Linked DNA regions of Mus musculus: region 1 is linked to region 2. Evidence: chromatin contacts called from public HiChIP or PLAC-seq data. All regions are on one chromosome and are shown on one strand. The core of a region is the stretch at or near the end of the contact, and the rest is flanking DNA. Distances in the headings are between cores, read along the strand shown. Region 1 holds the start of Cabp7 (calcium binding protein 7). Region 2 holds the start of Nipsnap1 (nipsnap homolog 1).

Region 1 (5,608 bases), core at 2,807-5,306, 130 kb before region 2:
CAGCAGCCAAGCGACCTGGGCAAGACACTTATTTCCCTCTGAATCTCTGATGCCTCGGCTGTGAAGTAGGATGAAATCTTGTTCCATGGCTGAGGTCTAGCCTCTGCTAAGGGCCCCACGGGGGGTGGGTGTCAGGATGCCCTGTCACTGTATGCCGTAGACAATCACTACTAGATGTATTCCCCGAAAGCCTTGCTCCCTCGCGGCCCCATGAGGGAGGCCAGGCAAAACTTGTGCTTCATCTTGGCATGGGGATGTCTGGCCTGGAAATGGGCTGGCAGGGCCTCTAGGTTTCCAGGCTGATCTTGTCCCCTACCTTCCGTTTTTAACATGAGATTCCCAGACCCTCCCAACTTGTGGAGCTGCACTGGGACTGACGTCTTCTGCAGACCCAAAAGGATGCAGCACTGAGCCGGAGAGTTTGAGTCTGGACAGAGAGGGAACACTGGAAGGGGCAGTAGTCACCCTCTATGGTGGCTGCCATTCTCCGCAGCATTGGCTCTGCGCCCCAATCCTCCATCCTTGAATTTCTGGCCTGTGCAGAGGCAGCTGCCGGGCTTGGGATTCAGGAAGCAAGGGCAGAAAAGGGGGCTCCCCAGTGGTCCCCAACTGGCCACCCTCAACAGAGGCTCCTCATTCCATTCCAGAACCCAGCCTTGTGTCTAGCTGCTTCTCTCTTTCAGGAAGCCAGTCCCATCCCTGCCTTTGCATGCTGGACCCTACTGTCTAGGTGAGCACACTGTCTCAGTGTTGCTGGAGGTCCCCACTTGGATGCATTTTAGAAAGTGGTTATGTTCCAGCCATGGTGTGATATATTCAGGAGGAATGTGGGAGCACCCTTGCCTCTCGTACATGGGGCTGGGTGGGCCTCCAAGTTAACTCTGCCTAGCCCACTCTGCCTAGCCCCTTCCTCTCTAGGACCTCAAGTTCTGCAGTCCTGGTCCTCAGCTTGCCTCCTTGGCCCAATACTCATGCCCTTTGCTGCCCTGCTGCGAAGCCTGCTTCAAGCTCGTGAGTCTGGAGTGCTCTTCCTACATTTGGGTCCTCAGCCCCCATGGCCAGGCCCTGTGCTGAGTACTCCCACAGCATTCTCGGCCACCATCCGTCCAGGTGACAACAGTGCCATCCGTCCGGGTGACAACAGTGCCAATCCCCTTTTATTGATGGGGAAAGCAAGACTCTGAGAGGCGAACTCTGAGAGGGAGAGTCCAAGTTCACTCCCTGAGCCCAGGGTGTAGAGACTCGAACCCAGTACTGCCTGACTCTTCTCCTCTCACCCCCACATTCTACTCTTCCCTTGCTGCTTCTGGTCCTCCTCCCCCATGCAGACTGACCGCCCCCTGGATTTCTGCAGCAGGCAGCACGAGGTGTCTGCAGCATTTCACCCCAGGTCACCGACTCCCTTGTCTAGTCTATGGGCTGCTTCACTGATCCCTTCCAGCCAACAGGGCCTGGGTCTTACCCAGACTGCCCGGGGACAGGAAGAGTAGTGTGTACTGGAGAAGTTAAGGAACCAAAAGTGGCATCTGTATGAAGGACAGCCGCTCTGCACCCAGCCCTGGCATTCAAGACCCACTGCAGGGAGCCCAGAACCTGGTTTTCAGCCAAGGAGGGGTCTGGAGAACTTACTGCCTTAATGTGTAGATGCCCATAGGCATCTGCTGGCTCTGTGCCCTCCACCTGCCAGTCACAGGGATGGCCCTGTCCTTCAGGTGCCCCCTGCACCAGGGCCCCTCCTCTAGTCCAAAGGGGACCAGAGAGAAGCAGGGAGTGTATTTGATGTGATGGTGACTAACAGCACTGGGCTTCTGCCAGCATGACCACGGGATGGCTCGGAGGGAGCGTGGGCCTCCTTGCCCTTGCATTGCCCACCCTGGCGCTTCTCACCCCTGCACGACTGTCTCTCTCAGCTTCTCGATAGCCTGACTGGGGATCCAGTGAGACCTGGAGTCATGGGGCCAGGTTATGTGGGGGGTGCTGGGAGCAGGGGAAAGGAGGCTGGATCTCTCTGGGGAGACATGCCGCCTCTGTCCCAAGAGTGGAGAGAAAGGGGTGGATGGACGCTTCTGCGTGGCTCAGAATTAAAGGCAGTAAAGGAAAGGGAAACTGGCCTGCGCCCTGCACCCCTCCCGGGCCCCATCTCTTCCCCTCAACCTGGAGGAGGCTCTGCTTTGGTCCAGACAGGACAGGACCTGGGGTTTCCGGGGTATAGACTAAGCACACATCCTTCCATCTGTGCCTCCACTGTTGGGGCTGAGAGCCCCTCTGCGACTTTTCCTGCTTCTGAGTTCATGGGGGGTGTGGGAAGTGGGTGTCTGGTGGACTGTGGTGCAGTGAGCATGGCAGTTGCACCCTTTCTCTCTCTCTCCACTGTCTACTCGCCCAAAATTTGCCCCAGACCAGGCCTGGGCTGAGGACAGACTTCCCGAATGGCTTCCCCTGGGCTCCCACTAGTATCCTTTCCTATGTTGGTCACTCCAACTCACTCCTATGAGCCCAAGTGGGACCCCAAAGCTGAGACCCCTTGACTACAGAGACCGGAGACAGGCCCATCATCTGGGTAATCTCAACCCCTCCCCCAGCAGCCGACAAACACCCTAAGGGACCAAGACTCCCATCAGCTCAGAGTCTCCGACTCCACTCCATATGGGGCCTCAAGAGGCCTGGGGGGAGGGGAATCTTGAGCACACCCCCGCCCCCAATCTCAGCAGAGAAAAAGCTAGGAAGGCCCCAGGGGTCTCACTGCGCCCCAGGACACTCAATCCAGGAACCCCAGCCTCGGCCTGCTGCTCTGATCTTCAATAGCCAACTGCCTGCGTGCGGTCCCTATTCCCGAAAGGCACGGGGACTAGGGTCGGGGGGAGGTTTAGGTTCCGGCCTCTGCCTTTCCTTCCAGGCTTTTGCTATCGCGACCGAGCCTCCCAATCCGGCCACTTGTTGTCGCCAACGCCTCCCAGCTGCCTCGGCAGCGCACGGGTGGGGGGTCCCTCGCAGGGCCGCAGAAGGGGATGGGGGTAGCCCTGCACCCAGCAAGAGCGGGGCAGTCGCCCTCTCTCCCCTTCTCCCACTGCCGGAGCAGATTGGATTCTCAACGCGACACGAGCGGAATGTCAATAGGAGCGCAGAGCCACGGGCGGGCGCCGCGGAAGGGATCAGGATGCGGACGCTCCGGTGGCGGGCGCGGGGGGCAACAGCTCGGACTCTCCACTTCAGCCCCCGCCGCCTTGCCGCACCGTCACCGCCGGCCACGCGGCCCAGTGACCCCGCTGCGGGGCCCCGCAAGTTTCCGCAGCGCTGGGGGCCACGCGGGCAGGGGCCGGGCTGCTCCTGCGCCGCGGCGACCCCCACCGCGGCGCCCGGGGCCACCCGGCCGTCCCGCCTCCCGCGTAGCCGCTCATCCGAGTCGCGCAGCAGGGTCCCGGGCTCCCCGGGCCAGCGCGGCACCAGGGCGCACAGGTAGGAGGGCTCGTGGCAGGGGTCCCGGCAGGGCACTCACCCTCTAGCTCGTCCTCAGGGATATCCACCGGGCGCTGCTCCGACAGCAGGTTGGGCACGGTGTAGATGCCCCGGTACATCAACGCCGCCGTCACCGGGTGGAACGGCATCTTGGAGGCTCCGCGCCCGCCCGCCCGCCGCAAACTTTGAGGCCGGGGCTCATGGGCCGCCGGCGGCCCCGGGGGCGGCTGGAGCGGGCGGTGCGCGCGGTGCGGCGCGCAGTGGCGGCGGCGAGGCAATGGGCACCCGTCCGGGACCTAGCGCCCCTGCGCCCCGGGCTGTCGGGCCATGCCGCCGGCTCCTTCGTTGGGATCCCGGCCGGGGGCTCGCAGGGATGGCGGGGGCGGCGCCGCTCCGGCCTCTTGGCTCGGACCGCTGCGCGCTGCGCTCCCTCCGCGCGCTCCGCGTTGCTCGCCGCCCGCTCGTCCGCTCGCTGGTGCGGCTGCCCGACCCGCCGCTCCGGCTCCCGCCGCTGCCGCCACCGCCGCCGCCGCCACCGCCGCCGCCGCCACCGCCGCCGCCGCCGCCGCCTGCACTCCTCACTCGCTCGCTCGCTTGCTCTGTGCGGCGCTCGCCGCGCTCCCGCCTCCCCCGCCCGCCCCTCCCGCCCCCGCCCCTTCCCGCTGCCGGCCCCTGAGCGGCCACCCCAAGCCCTCCCGGGCGCCTTCTCTGGTTCTCCCCGACTCTGCTTTTCCCCCAGTCTGCTTCGGATTGCTGTCTCCCGCACCCCACGTTAGCAGCCAGCAGGACCCGGGTGGTGTGGACCAGGGGTGGAGCCGTTCCTTGTACCCCCTATCCCACCTGCCTCCACTAACCCTCCCCCAGCGAGAGCGGAGAGCTGAGAACTAACGACTAGAGACCCAGAAAGGTGAGGTTGCTCCAGGCGCGAGGGTCCTCAGGACCAGTAATCCTCAAGTTGGTGCCAGGAGAGGCTCCAAGGTGGGGAAACTGAGGCTTAGAAAAGGACATTGGCCAAGGTCACCAGGCAGGGCCAGCAGGCAGAGGCCAAGCACAGATCTGCAGGAGACTCCGCTGGCCTGTGGCTGACACCAGCAGTTGACTTGATCCCACAAAGGGCTGTTGTCCTGGCTCCTTCCTGAGCCCTTGCCTCTCAGTTTGCAGAGCAGGAGCCAAGGTCTGTCTCATGTCCCCAGGGGCCATGAGGAGGAGGCAGACGACCCAGAGCCTGTTGGTCACATGGCTGCAGGTTAGACCTTCCTCCGGTCCTTAGCATGTGTTCTATGGGGGTGGGGGTAGGTGTCTGGAGGGGGGGGCAGCATGTGCATGCGTTTCTCTTCATCTTTCGTTCAGGACACTGTGAAGATACGTTTTCAAACCCACTTGCAGATGAGAGTGTTTGAACTGTGCACGGCCACCTACATGTGAGCTGTGAGCTGGCAGCGAAGGGCAGAAGCCCGGAAGCAGGTGTGGGCAGGTGCGAAGGCCCTTGGGCTGGGAGTGCTATGCGTATCCGAGCACAGATGTGTGTGTCTCCGTGTACAATTATGGGATCTGGTGAGCCCCTGGCCTGGGTGGGCCTCAGCTGGCCTCAGTCTCATTCCTGGAACCCTCATCTGAACTATCTCCCTGCCCCCTTGGGTCCAATCAGCCAAAGGCCCCAGCAGGAAAGCTGATTGCCACAGCCTGGCCATGCCCTTCCCTGGCTGATTACATTTTTCTGCTTGTTTCTGCTTTTGTCGCTGATTAATCATAGCCCTGTCTTGGCGCCGGGAGAGAGGGGCTCAGTGAGAGACAACACCCCCAGCCACCCTGGGCCAAGGCAGGCCTGAACCTTTAGGACTTGTCTAGGGCTCTGGGTTTCTCATAGGCATGTGAAACCTGTAGAGAAGCCAGACAAACCCTGGCTCCCATCTGAATGTCTGTTCCAGGCTTCTGGCCAGTTGCTATCTATTCAGACCTATAGTTGGAGTCGTAAGAGCCCCTGAGAAGCACCCATCCCCAAAGCTCTTCTTGCGCACTTGAGCATCCATCAGGTCAGCTGGGTGCTTATGCTCCTTTAAGATTTCTGATAGAACAGAGCTGTGACGCAGGAAGAACTAGCCGCCAACCCAGCGAGCCCTGGGCTCTTGCATCTACCACCTTGTTTCAATGG
Region 2 (5,556 bases), core at 1,244-3,743:
AAACAAACAAAACAAAACAAAACAAAACAAAAACTCAAAGGAAGGGCTGGAGAGATGGGTCAGCATTAAGTGCATTGGCTGCTCTTGCAGAGGACCTGCGTTTGGTTTCCAGCGCCCTCATCCTGGCTCACAACCATCTGTAACTTCCAGACTACATGGTGCCTCTTCTCACCTCCTTGGGCACTACATAGATGTGGTACACATACATACATTCCTGCATGCACACATACACACAAAATTAAATAAAAAAGGGGGAAAAAGAATCACAGTTTATCTCAGGTGCTTTTCTATTGCTGTGATAAAACCCATGATTAAGGCAATATTTGTAGAGTTTGTTGTGGGCTTACATATGTTCCAGAGGCTTAGAGTTCATGACCATGATAGCAGGAGGCATGGCAGCAGATAAGACAGGCGCAGTGCTGGAGCAGTAACTGAGAGATCACATCTTGATCCACAGGAGAGGTGATAGAAATGGCTGTGGGTGTTTGAAACCTCAAAACCTGCACATAATGACATAGCTCTTCAACCAAGGCCACGCTTCTAGTCCTTCCCAGATAGCTCCACCAGCTGGACACCAAATATTCAAACATATGTGAGCCTAAGATGGTCGTTCCCATCCAAACTCCCACATAGTTGAAATTTAAATGGCTGGGTTGAGGATAGCTCAGTTAGTGTTGGAAGCCGACTCCTAGCAGAAAGCGGCTACCATCTCTGCAGCCATCTTGGGCTGTTTACCTACAGGTGGTGCTTGTCCACCCTGACAAGAGACTGGTTTTCCTAGCAGGCTGGTTTTACAAGAAGCCCACCACAGCTGAACACACTCTGATAACATCTTGTTTTTCTCCTATACATCCTGGACTTGTGGTTAAGTGTCTCCAGCTGCACCCCACCCCAGCTTGTGCTTATATATACCCATAGCTGCCTTACAATAAATGAGACTGGAGACTGGAGACTTGATCAGACAGGCTGTCTTGTCTCCACTCCATTCTTCACATCTCTTGCCCCCTCAGTTCTCTCTCTCTCTCTCTCTCTCTCTCTCTCTCTCTCTCTCTCTCTCTCTCTCCCTCTCTCTCTCTCTCTCTCTCTCTCTCACCCTGTTGTCTGACCCACGGACTGGGTCACGTTAGTATAAGCCCAAAGACCTTAGTTCGATTCCCAGCACCACAGCAGGAGAGGTTGCTTGTAATCCCAATGTTGGGGAAGCATAGACAAGGAGATCCTTGGGGCTCACTTGCCAGTAGCCTAGCTGATGGAGGGGGCGGGGCATGGCTAACATCTCTGCCTTGGAGGTTTCAGTCAGCAGTGATTGGAGTGATTTGTCTGCTCCACCAGGCCTTGGCTGCCAAGAAGTACAGATAGGACTTGTTCAGCCAACCTTTGCTGTCTCAAGATCTTAGATGAGACCTAACTTGCCAGACTCACAGTTTGAAGCACTCCGGAAGTTAGTTATACCGGCTGTAAATCCCCTGCACCGAATTACAGTCGGTGGCTTGGCATCCTCCCCCACCCCACTCCCCCGTTGGTGTGTCTCTGTCCCTGTGTCCCCCAGGGGATCAGAAGGGATCCATCTCTGTGTGGGCTGAGAAAGCAAATATAGAGCCTCCAGGTGAATAGACAGTGAAGAGAAAATGTTTTTTGTTTGTTGTTTTAATTCCGTAGTCTCTTTTTGTTGTTGTTTTGTTTTGTTTTATTTTGTTTTTCGAGACAGGGTTTCTCTGTATAGCCCTGGCTGTCCTGGAACCCACTTTGTAGACCAGGCTGGCCTCGAACTCAGAAATCCGCCTGTCTCCCGAGTGCTGGTATTAAAGGCATGCGCCACCACTGCCCAGTTCGTCTCAGCCTCTTAAGTGCACCATCACACTCGGGCTTTGGAGAAAGAGCATCCTGCTTGCTCAGAGTCTTGTCCATCTGTTTTAAATGGTTAAAGAGACAGTTCTGCCTTTAAAAGCTCTTGGAGGAGACCTGAGTTTGGATCCCAGTACCCATTAGAGTGCCTCAAAATCTCCTTTAAACTCCAGTTCCAGGATATTTGAGGCTTCTGGACCCCCCCCAGGCTCTCTCTCTCTCTCTCTTTTAAAAATTGTTATAGATTTTGTTCTTTTGAATAGACAAATATTGTCTGTTGATGCCTTGACACAGAAGAACACAAGATGTAGACAGAACATTTGCCAAGCCATGTGTGAGGTCCTGGGCTCCACCTCCAGCACCCAAGGAGGAAGGGAACTCACATAGTTTGTGAACAATTTTAGGGGTATAAAGACTGTCTTTAGTTTATCCTCAGAATGTCCAGGACATACAACCCTGCGATTATCGAGATGAATTCCCAGGTACAGAGGGGAAAAGGTCGTTGAAGAGAACAGAACTAGTTAGCTGCAGAGTTTCAAGAGCTCGGAGGTGTGGGTATGGACTGTGCAACTGTAGAGTTGGGGGACTCCCACCTGCTTGTGTTTGAAAGGGAAGCTGGCGAGGGGAGGGCGTGGTTTTCTCTAGTCCTGCCCCCAGCCACTGGGCTGAGGCGTGGCTTTCCTCCAACCTGCTCCGGTCCAACATGGCTCCGCGGTTGTGCATCATCTCTGCAGCGGCACGGCGGCTATTCACGAAGCCGAGACCCCGTGCTGGGGACCTCGCGGCTGCGGGTGCTGTGCGGTGAGAGGCCGACGGGGCTGACTGCGTGCCCGGAACAGGAGCAGGGGAGGGGGCTGGAATGAAAAACAGACTCTCGGATTTGGAATTGAGGGGTTAGAGGCAGAGAGCTACCAGGATGTAGGCCTGAGGCTGAGAAAGAATGGGGAAGGTGAAAAGGTATGGGGATGGTTTTGGTTTTTAAACAGGTTCGTACTACATGTGATTCGACCTCGGAATCTTCTTGCCTCTGCCTCCCAGATAGTGAGGGTGTGCACTACCATGCCTAGCTGGGCAGGTTCTTTGTCCTGTTTGGGACCTGGATCTGGGCTGAGAATAAAAAATGAGGTGAGTGGGAGGGACAGGTTTTGAGCCCTGGATCCCGGACGAAGGCAGAGGATATTGGCAGCCTTTTGCCTGGCCTTTGTGGTTTAGCACGCGCTGGGGTCTTCTGAGCCAGCAGAAAGTTTTGGAAGGAGAGGAGGACTGGGGGTACGGTGGGAATTCCCAAAGTGATTCCGCACCCTGCTTTGTACAGGTGGGTCAACAGAGTGGGGTGGGAGCTGTTCAAGGTCAGCGTCCGTGCCATGTGGAGGCAGCTCTGGATGTTAGGACCCAGGTCTTACGATGCACTCTGCACTTTGTACCACGGCTGGTGGCCTCCTAGGAGAGAGGCTCAATTCTGGCTTTGGAGAGCTTGGCTTCCTTCCCCTGACTGGCTCTGGGCTGCTCCTCCCTCCTCGATGCCACGCCCGGTGCTACCCCCATCTCTGCACCTATCACCCGGAGCACTTCTGACCCTGCTCTCCTGTTTCCCCAGCCCCACACCCTCACAAGTTTTAGGACAGGGTTTGTGCAAAAAGCATTAGCTAAAGAAGTGGAACACCTGCCCTCACACCTGTGGAAAGGGACCTGCGTTACTCCTGCCCCAGCCCAAGAATGTGGCCATGGAGTTCCGTTAGATCGCTGTGCACATTAGGAAAGCACGGATAGAAGAGTTGGGACGCGTGCCCTTCACTTCCGTGCTGGGTAATGAGAGAGAAGCCGACAATGGGAAAAAAGCCTAGAGTGTACCTTGTAAACTCAGCCTTTTCTGGAGGGATGACCTTGGGTAGGAGGAGAAAATAGGATGTGTCTGATAGCCTTGTTTTCTATTGCTAGGAAGAGAACTCAGGAGTTTAGGTATGCTAGGCTAATGTAGTGCTCTCTCCACCAAGTAAACAATGACATCTCCAGCCCTCATTGGATTAAAGAGACCATGCTTATGCCTCAAACAATTTCTGTCATTGTGAGAAAGGATATCCAGAAAAATAATCTTTTATAACATTTAAAAAAATATTTTAAGCCTAGAGGTGGTGCATGACTTCAATTCAAGCACTCAAGGCAATCAGATCTTGGAGTTCAAGGCCAGTCTGGTCTACAAAGTGAGTTCCAGGACAGCCAGGGCTACACAGAGAGACCCTGTCTCAAAAACCAAAAGGAAAAAAAAATTATTTTGGGCCAGGTGTGGCAGCATGCACCTTTAATTCCAGTACTTAAAAGGCAGAGGCAGGAGGATCTCTGGGTTGGAAGCCCTCATAGTTCTACATACCCAGCTCCAAGACAGTTAGGACTACATAGAAAGTCAAACAAACAAAAGTTATTCTGAGGACTAGAGACATGGCTCACACTTCTGAGCACTGGCTCTTTAAGAGTACAGAGGTTGATTCCCAGCGCATGTGCACTCACGCATGCACTGGTTCACAGCTGCCTGTTACTCTACTTCCAGGCCTTCTTCCGGCCTGGTCCAGGTGTGCAAGTGATGCCCATGCAGGCAAAAACCAACACATAACATAATTTAAAAACTACTTTGTGTGCATATGCAAATGAACACTTGTATTTGTGTGTGTGTATGTACATGTACATGTCATATGGTCGGTCCTATGGCACATGTGTGGAAGTCACCTTGTGGCTCCCAGGTATCTAACTCAGGTTGTTAGACTTGGCAGCCAGTGCCTTTACACTGGCCCAAGATCATCTGTTTTTCCTTTATTTCTTCATTTATTGTTTGTTTGTTTGGTTGTTTTGAGACAGGGTTTCTCTGTATAGCCCTGGCTGTCCTAGAACTCACTCTGTAGACCAGGTTGGCCTCGAACTCAGAAATCCACCTGCCTCTGCTTCCCGAGTGCTGGGATTAAAGGCGTGCGCCACCACGCCCAGCAGGATTTTACTTTTACTTATGTGTGTGTAGAGGGGAGAGAGAATGAGAATGTGCACATGGGTGCAGGTGCCCACTCAGGCCAGAAGATGGAGTGGAATCCCCTGGAACTGGAGCTGCTCTACTGATGGGGGCGCTGGGAACCAAACTCAGGTCCTCCTCTTAACCACTGAGCCAGGCGTCCAGCCCACAAGATCATCTTTTATGATACCCATTTCGCACATGAAGACAGTGAGGCAGAGAAAGGAGCGGAGAGTTGGTGGTAGCTCTTATGTGGCAGGCACTCAGAGGCGAGCTGCTTCTGACTTGGCAATCCTGGCTAGTTGATGGTGAGTCTCGGTTTCCTTCTGTAAAATGGGCATGGTGAGCCCTGCTATGCACTTTCCCCAGGATTGCTGTGAAGGGGCTGGACACTGATCAAGCCCTTGTCAGTGACTTGCCCATAGTGTCTGTCTTTCGTGGTCTAATGCTCTGGTCGTACCCGAGACTTGAGACCACCCCTTTTTCCTGACCCTCAGCCTGCTCTTTGCCTTTCTGGAGTCACTCCTGGGGCCATCGGTAAAGAGACCTCATGGTAGACCCTTAACACCAGGAGCCATCTGGCTGCCCCCTCATTGTTTTAAAAAAATGTACTGTGACAGGAGAGGTGAATATGATTAAAGCACATTGTACAAAATTCTCAAAGAATTCATCCATTTTAAAAAATGTACTGGGCTGGAGAGATGGCTCAGTGGGTA

The links. HiChIP or PLAC-seq counts read pairs in DNA pulled down with a chosen protein or histone mark.
Region 1: an H3K4me3 HiChIP or PLAC-seq map of embryonic stem cells shows a contact between it and region 2, with 32 read pairs. The contact joins the promoter of Cabp7 here to the promoter of Nipsnap1 in region 2. A contact is called at or near these places in 8 of 39 promoter capture datasets (cranial neural crest, embryonic stem cells, frontonasal cranial neural crest and 4 more), 1 of 15 datasets of contacts at CTCF or cohesin (embryonic stem cells), 13 of 484 Hi-C or Micro-C datasets (the G1E-ER4 cell line, bone marrow-derived macrophages, embryonic stem cells and 3 more), 7 of 115 datasets of contacts at active chromatin or transcription factors (embryonic stem cells, neural tube and stem cell-derived neural progenitor cells) and 3 of 9 other capture datasets (adipose tissue, liver and pancreatic islet).

Annotation. Positions count from the first base shown.
Region 1 is chr11:4,743,123-4,748,730 of GRCm38.p6, forward strand. It overlaps Cabp7 (calcium binding protein 7), which reads right to left and starts at 4,057. Exons shown (of 5, transcript NM_138948.4): 1 at 3,497-4,057. The coding sequence starts at 3,605. It overlaps Gm35102 (a long non-coding RNA gene), which reads left to right and starts at 2,704. Exons shown (of 4, transcript XR_003949631.1): 1 at 2,704-3,456; 2 at 4,196-4,363; 3 at 4,650-4,702; 4 at 4,807-5,608.
Region 2 is chr11:4,871,458-4,877,013 of GRCm38.p6, forward strand. It overlaps Nipsnap1 (nipsnap homolog 1), which reads left to right and starts at 2,494. Exons shown (of 10, transcript NM_008698.3): 1 at 2,494-2,646. The coding sequence starts at 2,549.